2 separate regions of the Sus scrofa genome follow, and region 2 is linked to region 1. A link is a contact called in public HiChIP or PLAC-seq data. All regions are on one chromosome and are shown on one strand. Each heading gives the region's core, a stretch centred on a gene start, on an enhancer-like site or on the middle of the called end of the contact. The rest is flanking DNA. Distances are from core to core; before and after follow the strand shown.

The links. HiChIP or PLAC-seq counts read pairs in DNA pulled down with a chosen protein or histone mark.
Region 2: a contact with region 1 is called in an H3K27ac HiChIP or PLAC-seq map of alveolar macrophages. The contact joins the promoter of EIF4A2 here to the promoter of TBCCD1 in region 1. A contact is called at or near these places in 4 of 47 Hi-C or Micro-C datasets (brain, heart right ventricle, liver and 1 more) and 2 of 2 datasets of contacts at active chromatin or transcription factors (alveolar macrophages and skeletal muscle).

What each region holds. Positions count from the first base shown.
Region 1 is chr13:124,385,750-124,390,490 of Sscrofa11.1, forward strand. TBCCD1 (TBCC domain containing 1) reads right to left here and starts at 2,069. Exons shown (of 7, transcript NM_001243469.1): 1 at 2,011-2,069. It also overlaps a transcript of DNAJB11 not described here.
Region 2 is chr13:124,581,123-124,585,863 of Sscrofa11.1, forward strand. EIF4A2 (eukaryotic translation initiation factor 4A2) reads left to right here and starts at 1,940. Exons shown (of 11, transcript NM_001100195.1): 1 at 1,940-2,003; 2 at 2,831-2,876; 3 at 2,963-3,095; 4 at 3,373-3,512; 5 at 4,264-4,432; 6 at 4,553-4,662. The coding sequence starts at 1,975.

The DNA.
Region 1 (4,741 bases), core at 819-3,318:
GGCTATAAAAAAAGATCAAGAGAAGTTAAAGCATCTTTATAATGGTGAACCTCCTGTGGCTCTGGCATAGTCTATTATCCTTAATTCAGGCACAATATTTTTCTTTAATTTTTGTTTTTACAGCCGCACCTTTGGCATATGGATGTTCTTTCTAGCTAGAGGTCATTTGGAGCTGCAGCTGCAGGCCTATGCCACAGCCACAGCAGCATCAAATCCATAACCCACTGAGTGAGGCCAGGGATCAAACCCAAATCTTCATGGACACTCTTTTGGGTCCGCTAAGCCACAACAAGAAACTCAGGTACAATATTTTTAGATTTTGCTTTTGTTCATTGTTTGTTCTAACAACAACATATAATTTTCATGGAATATTTATAAAACACCTAAAAAGAAGGGAGGGAAATCATCCACAGTCCAAACACCAAGGGAAACTAGCTAATATTTTTACTGTATTTCCTATCCATGTTTTTTTTCCTACAGACTGGATGTTAGCTTTTGAATTTTCACAGTTGTGATGATACCATATATTCTGTAATACAGTTCTATATAATTTTAAAAGCTTAATAGCACTCTAAATAAATGTATTCCAGTTTATTCAATTGATCTATTTTCAGACACTTTGTAGATTTAAAATTTTTCACAAAAACGATACGCAAAATATTGACCATTGTTGATGCTGAATAATGAACACATGAGGGTATATGAACCTACTACTACCTTTACTTTTGTGTATGTTAAAATTTTCTACTCTAAAAAGTTAAATGTTTTCACTATTATAAATGATGGTATAATTACCACTTTCTGTATATTTTTTGCATTATGATTACTTTCCGGAGAAAAATTTCAGATGTGCATTTATGAAAAGAAGTAACTGACACTTCTGAAGCTCGTGACATATATTTCCATTACTTTCCAAAATGCTATCATATTGTTCCATCATTTGATCAAGGTACCATCTTCAAAACACACACCTCAGTATTAAGATCATTAAAAAAAAAAAACCTTTATATGAATGGATGAAAAATGTTTTATTCCTATCATTATGTCTTACATTTACTCTAAAAATTGTGTTTCTTTTGGGAATTACCTGTTCAAAAAATAAATGACGTCAATTGAGTGCTTGCTATATGCCGGGTAGCATTCTAAATGTTTTATGTTCTTCACCTCCTTTCATCCTCATAACTACCTACAGATAAATATGATTTTCCCTATTTTCAGAAGAGAAAACCGAGGCTTAGAAAAGTCAAGGAACTTACCCAAAGTCACATACTGGAATTGGCAGAGACCTGGATTAGAATTCAAGTTTGACTTGAGAACTGTTACTTATACAAATGTGCTTTAGGAACTCAGTTGTGGGAGAATCTAGAAAACGGGAGTGAATACAGAAGAGAATTACCAGAATGAGTGGCCTTAAATAGAAGGCCAGGTAAGGGCCAGGTGAAGGGTCATGGAACCATGAACCCAAAAGATGGGAGTGACAGGATAAATGGTAGCTGTCTTTGAACTTGGGAATGGCTTAGCGTCGCTCTTAATAATACCAGACAATGAAAGTTCTGTGAGGAAGATCTTAGGCTGCTCTGTGAAGTACTGACCTCCGCCCCTGAAGAGTGCAATCAAAGGACAGGTCCTGGAGAAGAACTCTCTATTCTAACCACCAAATTCGAGTGGGCTAAATTCGTAAACATTAAACTGGTGTTCCTTCCCTCTTCAAAAGCTCCCCTGGGATGCGCTGGGATCCAGGTTTCTCAGGCGGGGAGATGGGCGTGAGGCCCGAGCCTCCCTCCCGTGGCTTGGCCACCACTTTGGCCGCTGTCCAGGGTAGGACGCGGTCCTGGACCGGACGCCGGGTGGGCCGCCCGGGTGATCGGATTTTGAGAACTGACAAGCCCCAGCCGACTGGGTCTGTAGCGGACCCAAGACCCGGAGAACGCGAAGCTGGCCTCCCCGGCCCAAGCCTGAAACGGGACCGGCCCTCCCCGCCCTCCGTTGCGCCTAACTGCGCGCGGTTACCTGCGATGGCAGGGGCCGCTCCGCCGAACCTCTCCGTAAGCGGCCGCGCCTCGAACGCCAGACCCGCCCAGTGCCGGCTGCTCACCCACTGCGCATGCGTAAGGCACCAATGAGCTCCGGAGGACTACGTTGCTAGAGAGGCCCAGTGCTTCTTCCGCGGTCTGGGAAACTCTTGACCTCGAGTGCTGGATGCTGGAACTTGTAGCTAGATCTCATCGCTTTCTGGTGTCGCGCCTTTCAACTCAGGGTAGTTTTCTATTGCTCCACAGAGCTGTGGTCAGCCACTTAGCTGCTGGTAAGGTCAGCACGCTTTGATCAGTAATGATTATGATAATGACGGCTTACTGTGGGCGGGGCACCGATTAAAGCATCTTTACTTATTTCATCTCATTCCTAAGAGCCCTCTAAGGGAAGTACATTTGTTTTACTGATAAGGAATCTAGGACTTAGGTGAAAGTAACACTGCCAGAGACTAGCTAAGATACAGACCCAGACTCTCTGAAGCGAGAGCCCGCAAGGTTATCTCCTTAACTGTATATTAGCTTTTCCACCATGTTGCCGCCTTCAAGAAGCTTTTTGGCTTTCACCCAGCAGAAGAACATCACTTCTTCCTCTAACCTCCATTTTATGATTTCTGGCCATTTCCTGCTTTCTTAGTTCGTTTATGGCCTCTAGGCGTGGAAGGTACAAAGGTAAATAAGACCATAAGATGCAATTTAGTTTCTCTTTTTTGTGGCCTCTCTCTTCTAGAGGGCATCTTCCTGAAAGCAGTAACCTGGTCTACCTCTTACCTCTCTGTATTGTGTCTGACTCAGTGCTAGGCACTAGGATTTAGAGTAGTGAACAAACTAGATAAGGTCCTTGCTTTCTTCGAGTGTATATTTTAACAGGGAGAATAGATAATACATTAGGAAAATAAAATGGAATAATCCCATTGTGACTCAGCAGGTTAAGAACCCGACATAGTATCCGTGAGGATTGGAGTTCGACCCTTGGCCTCGTTCAGTGGTTTAAGGATCTGGTGTTGCTGCAAGCTGTGGAGTTTGGTTGCAGATGTGGCTGGGATCTGGTGTGGCTGTGGCAGTGGCTAGGCCTGCAGCTTCAGCTCTGCTTTGACCCCCTAGCCCGGGAACTTAACATATGCTGCAGGTGTGACTGTAGAAAGAAAAAAAAAACTCCAGGTATTAGTAAGTGCTACGAAATTTGGGAAAAAGGATGGATATCTAATCTGAGCTGAGGCTTGAAGAATAAGAAACCAGCACAGGAAGATCACAGTGGAAGGGATGTTTATACTCTGTGGCAGGCTCTGTTCTAAGTTGCTGTTCTAGACAGCTGTGAACAGAACAGTCCAGATTCATGCTCTCCTGAAATTGGCATTCCAGCGTGTGTTAGTAATGGGGACAGGATGAAAATAATTTTAAAAAATAGGGCAATATAAGAATAGGGACTTGGTAGGGGTTAATTTTGATTGGTTGGTCAGAGAAGTCTTCTGTGAGGTGGTAAATTTAAGCTGTTATCTGAGTTTAAAAAGGAGTCACCTATGTTAGGATCTGAGGGAAAAGCATTTTAGGCAAGAGAACAGCTAGAACAAAGCCCCTATAGGAATGAACTTGGTGTATTCAGAAGAGAGAAAGGAAAAGTGTCTTGCTGAAAGGTGGTAAGGAGTATGTACTAGGTGAGGGTACAGATCATATAAGGGTTTTGTTCTTTTTCCCCCAGGTTTATTGAGAAATGTTTCTATAAGCTAGCATAAAGAGTTGGGAGCTTACTCTAAGTGTAATGAAAAGCCATCCACAGCTTTTAAGTAGAGAAATGACATGACCTGACATGTTTGTTAAAAATCATGCAGAAAAAGGGGAGGCGGTGAGAAAAGAAGCTAAGATAACTAGGAGTGAAGGCAGGGAGACCACTTAGGAAGCCCTTGCCACATGGGAGATGATGTGAGATCACTTGGCTCAGAGATGTGGAGATGGAGACTTGCAGACGGATTCAGGATATGGTTTCAAGATTCAGGATATGGTTTCAAGGTAAAGCTCTGAATAGGGGATAGAGGAGAGGTATCAAAGAAGACAAAGTTTTAACGTGAACAACTAGGTGGTGCGTTTACTGAAATGAGCAAAACTAAGCCCGGGGGTGGGGGATTAGTATTCTCTTAACTGTAATTAATATTCTTTGTGTGCTTACTATGTGCCAGTACTAGATGGTTTACAGATTTTCTCCTATTAAAATTTCACAACACTACCAGTAAACACTTTGCCTCAGGTTTGTCGATAAGGAAGTTTGCGCTTGATCCGAGGACAAGGAGGGGAAACTAAACATGCTCTCACCGCCAGGAAGTGGTAGAAGCTGAATCCGAACCCGAGTCTGTCTGCTTCCACGGCCTCTTCTCATCAGGCCTCTTCTTTGCCAAACCGAGACAGTTTTCTCTTGGGTTTGTTAGAGAAAGTAAAATATATTCGTTTTGTGTTTGTTGGGTTTTTTTTGTCTTTTTAGGGCCACACCTGCAGCATATGGATGTTCTCAAGCTAGGGGTCCAAACTGAGCTGCAGCTGCCGGCCTACACCACAGCCACAGCAATGCCAGATCCGAGCTGCGTCTGTGACCTACACTGCAGCTCGGAGTCTTTAACCCCCTGAGTGAGGCCAGGGATCTAATCCGAGTCCTCATGGATACTTGTCGGGTTCGTTAGCGCTGAGCCTTAATGGGAACTCCGAGAAGGTAAAACATGGTA
Region 2 (4,741 bases), core at 690-3,189, 200 kb after region 1:
AACGTTTGTCCTTGACCTAGAGGTGGCTATCTAATTTTAGATCTCAGGTAAGTAGAAAAGTTTCTTTTAACAGTGAGAGTATGCTCTGTGTTGATATGCAAAACTTTGTTAATGTGTATGTTTTCTTTGGATCTTTATCTCACTTTTTACTTACTATTAAGTACTTAGCAAATGTGGTAAGCACAGCATTTATTAGAAATACATTGTAGAGCTGCAGGCAATGTATCCGGATTTTTGCTGGATTTTGGATTAGGAAGTTTTTCTTTGACCTAAACCCGGAGTTTGGCCCTTGATTATTTCCTGTTAAAGAGACTCTGGAAATCCCCCATATTATGAAACAGTAGCTAGACCTAAAGAAAACATTCAACAATTAACACCTAATTGTTGATTGACTTCACCCTATAGACTCAAGTGGACTAAGTTGTTGGCTACTTTTCTGATTTAGTATTTCCTTCAGTTTCCTGGATCCCAGGAGATTTTTAGTAGATTTTGGATGAGCCAACAAGGATTTCTGCTTTCTATTCTCAGACAATGTATGGCATTATCACAAATTTGGACTTGAACATTATAAAGGGATGGTTAAGGAGCAGCATCACTAGACTGCAGGCGAAGACACTGTCATCTGGGTATTAGTTCTTGTCAGTTTCTGGCACAACAATTTTCAAGCAAATGATTTTTTTTTTTTTGGAAAAAATGTGGCATTTAGAAGCAAGCATCATACTGAATATAGTACACAAATATAGAAAATTAAGTCATTTTTCCTGTTATCAGACTTTATGTTGGCAGTCTGATTTAATGGTAAAAGGTTTTCTTGAGTAATTGTGATATTTTGCAGTATGGGTAGGATTGTATTTCAAAGTTAAATGACTATATATATTAATTTTTGTTTTGTTTTTACTAATGAGTATGGGTTAGGGCTATAGTTGAAAGCCTCTGGAGCTTTAAGGGTTACAATGCTCTCAATATCAATAAATCAACATTCATTATATATAAGCAATTAAAATTCAAAAAGCCTTTTGGAAAAAAAAAAAATGACCGGAAGCAAAACTTATGTAGTCCCAAAGCGGCACGGAGCTGTACTTGCCAGAAGCATCCACTTAAATTCCTGAATTACAGGAAAAATTACCCTTCTATTTGCCAGTTTACAATGATTTTATCAGGCATTGCTCACACCTGTTAAAATTTATAACCTTTATTTTTAAAAGGCAGTGAGAGAAGAGGCAACATAAGAAAGGAGTTGGCTACTCCAGAGACAATTTGCAGAGGACCCTACACATTTCTTCTCGCCCTGCACGATGTACGGTAAAGCGGATCTCCTGTGACACGCTGGGCGGCCGACATTTTCCGCAGCGCGAGTTTCACACTGTCAAGGTCTGTATGGATGTTAAACGCTCGTGTCAAAGGCCAGGCGGCTCTTTACCTTCGCGTTAAGTAGCGGCGCGAACAGGCGGAATAGCCCGATTGCCCTCCAGTGCGGAGTATGGCCGTGCCTACACCTTCCGCACCGAGCACGGCGAGCACAGCGAGGTTCCCTGGCTCGCCTGCGGAGAAACCGGGGCCACCCAGCTTCCAAGGGGCCCCGAGCTTCCGCCTCCCGGTCCTGCCCGGCGCCCCGGCCGCCTCTGCTCGAGGGACGCGGAAACCCCGTAGGAGCAGGGCGGGCAGGGAACGCGAACCTAGCTACTGCTTGCTGCAATATTCTTCCGCCGCGGGTCAAAGAGTCCCAACCTTCCCCCAGGGTCCTGGGATTTTCAACAACCCTGGAATATCGACACATAATCAAATTTGAATTTTCTTAATGATTTGCTTCGAATATTTTCTGAGATAAGCATCCCAGGATCACAATTTTGTGACTGGCCGAAGAGCGACAGTAAAATTCCTCCGCGGAAAACGGGTTCCGGCCGCGAGCCTATAAAAAACGGGTGGTGCGGCCCGGCTGTCTTTTCAGTCGGGCGCTGAGTGGTTCTTTGGATCATGTCTGGTGGCTCCGCGGATTATAACAGGTATGGCGCTCTCTCCGGTGGTTTTCTATGGTATGGTCCTAAGGCGCCAGAGGAGATGGTAGTAGGCGGTGAGCAGGAAGAGAAGCCCTGGTTCATAGGCGTTGCCTTGGGCCACGGTACTCCTGTGTCCTTCGAGAAGCTTCCATGAAGTGTAGGGCCCGGGTTGTGGGGAGACGAGACGAGGGTAGGAAAACGGGGTGGTTAAAGCGTGTCTTTCCCCGAAGGCGCATTTGAATCGCAGCCGCCCCCCTGCCCCTGCGGAGCCCGGCGTTTAGTGAAAGCCATGGCGCAGCCCGCGGTTGATAGAGTCTAATGGGGCTCGGAGGTTTATTCGCGGCCAGCGGCGCGGCTTGGGCGCGCTAGACGGTGGTGGGGTGGGGGGCAGGACGGCGACGGCGCCCACTGCCCGCGGCTGGAGGCCGGATGGGGCCGCGCCGGCCACGGGGTCCCAATGAGCCGTTGGCTCGCCTCTCCAGGCCTCGGCCCGCGTCAATCACCCCGGCTTGCGCAGTGTTAGGGGCGGAGCTCAGCGCGTGGAGCTCTCGCGAGACGGTCCGCCGCCGAGGGGAGCGCCTGCGCTCGGGCTTGGAGGGGGAGGGCCGGCGTCGGAGGGGCCTTTCCGGGTGTCCTCAGGTCCTAACCTTTGAGCGGGCGCGCGGGACATTGTGTGCCCTGCGGCATCAGCTTCTTCTGCGGCTTTGGGAAGTGGACTCGTGCAGGGGAGGGCGACCTCAAGAGACCGGTTGTGAAAGCGCTTTTTCGCCCATGTGCAGTTGAAGTGGGTTTGGGGAAGGGATTTTCTCTAACTGCAGTGTTTTTGTTGGCAGAGAACATGGCGGCCCAGAGGGAATGGACCCCGATGGTGTCATCGAGGTAAGAAACGTGTGTGGAATTTGAAACTCTGGGAAGGTAAGTGTGTTCGTCCCATTTATTCCTTTTTTTTTTGCCCAAACTTTCAGAGCAACTGGAATGAGATTGTTGATAACTTTGACGATATGAATTTAAAGGAGTCTCTTCTTCGGGGCATCTATGCTTACGGTTTTGAGAAGCCATCAGCTATTCAGCAGAGAGCTATTATTCCTTGTATTAAAGGTAAAAGAATTCGGCTGTTTTTAAAAATGAATTCACTCTTCTGCATAGACCTGGACCGTAAAAGGGAACGTATACCTTCTGGGGGACTAGCACCTATTTGTATTCCAAAAAGTGAAATGATGGCAATCATCTTTCGGGACTGACCTGAAATGAAGAGAATACTCATTGCTGATCACTTGATTATTTGGGCATAATTATGTTCCAAATGGAATACATGGTGTGACTAGAAGTGACGGTTTGCTGTGGGATCGGTAAATATGTATCCTACTTTTTTTAGGGTATGATGTGATTGCTCAAGCTCAGTCAGGTACTGGCAAGACAGCCACATTTGCTATTTCCATCCTGCAACAGTTGGAGATTGAGTTCAAGGAGACCCAAGCACTAGTATTGGCCCCCACCAGAGAACTGGCTCAACAGGTATTGATAGTGTAGTTCAAAAAAACTGCTTGCGTGTTGCATAGGTTTCAGGTTTCACAACTGTGGAGAATTTAAAAGCCTAGTATAAATTGGTCCTACAGAGCCCTCCTTTTAACTGTCCATGCATGCAGGGAGTTATTGTTGAAAGTTAAACAGGAACTGGGTGTGCAGGTATGGTTTGCAAGGTTGTGTAACAGATTGAGAAACTGAAGATTTCTGTTCAGGCTGGACTAGATCTTTTCTCATTTTAAGTTTGAATCCAGTTGTGCAACATGAAAGCTGCAGTGACATGTTCATTCATTTGACTGTCTCAGTATGTGATACATCTGTTGCATGCTGCGTTTTCAAAGCTCACTACTATATTGGCTTTGAAGTAAACCTTGCTAATACACTTGTAGTTGTTATTAAGGTCAAGATTATATGCTGCAGTACTTTGCGGGAAAAAGTTTGTTAATGATGATAAATCTTATTTACTCCTTCCTGCACAATACTAATGTAGGAAATGTTTTTCACTCTAAATAACCTGGTTGGTATCTGGGCAATAGGATCCCAAGTTTTGACAAGGCACAAGATATTTCAGTGAAGTTTATCCTGACAGTTATATCTGTCTGCATTTTTTTCAGCTTGAAAGTAGTTAGGTGCTCTGCATGCATTAAAGCTGTTTGCAGACCACATACTTGTCAATATGCTTTGGAAGTTTAGTCACAGCATGTAATGCTGCTGGATGATAATTAACGCTTTTGGCTTTCAGATCCAAAAGGTAATTCTGGCACTTGGAGACTATATGGGAGCAACTTGTCATGCCTGCATTGGTGGGACAAATGTTCGGAATGAAATGCAGAAACTGCAGGCTGAAGCACCACATATTGTTGTTGGTACACCAGGGAGAGTGTTTGATATGTTAAACAGAAGATATCTTTGTAAGTATTACTCCCTATTAGTATAGTTTGTTGGAGTATAGATTTTTTTTTTTTTAACTCTTAGGAATCAATAACATGCCTGATAGTCTAGAGATAATAGTACGACTTTATTTTTAACAGCTCCAAAATGGATCAAAATGTTTGTTTTGGATGAAGCAGATGAAATGCTGAGCCGAGGGTTTAAGGATCAAATCTATGAGATTTTCCAAAAATTAAATACAAGTATTCAGGTGAGCTTTATTTTCCCTCATTTTCCTGTAATAGCTGGAGGTTAGGTTAATGCAGGTACTGTTACAATACAACTGAAGT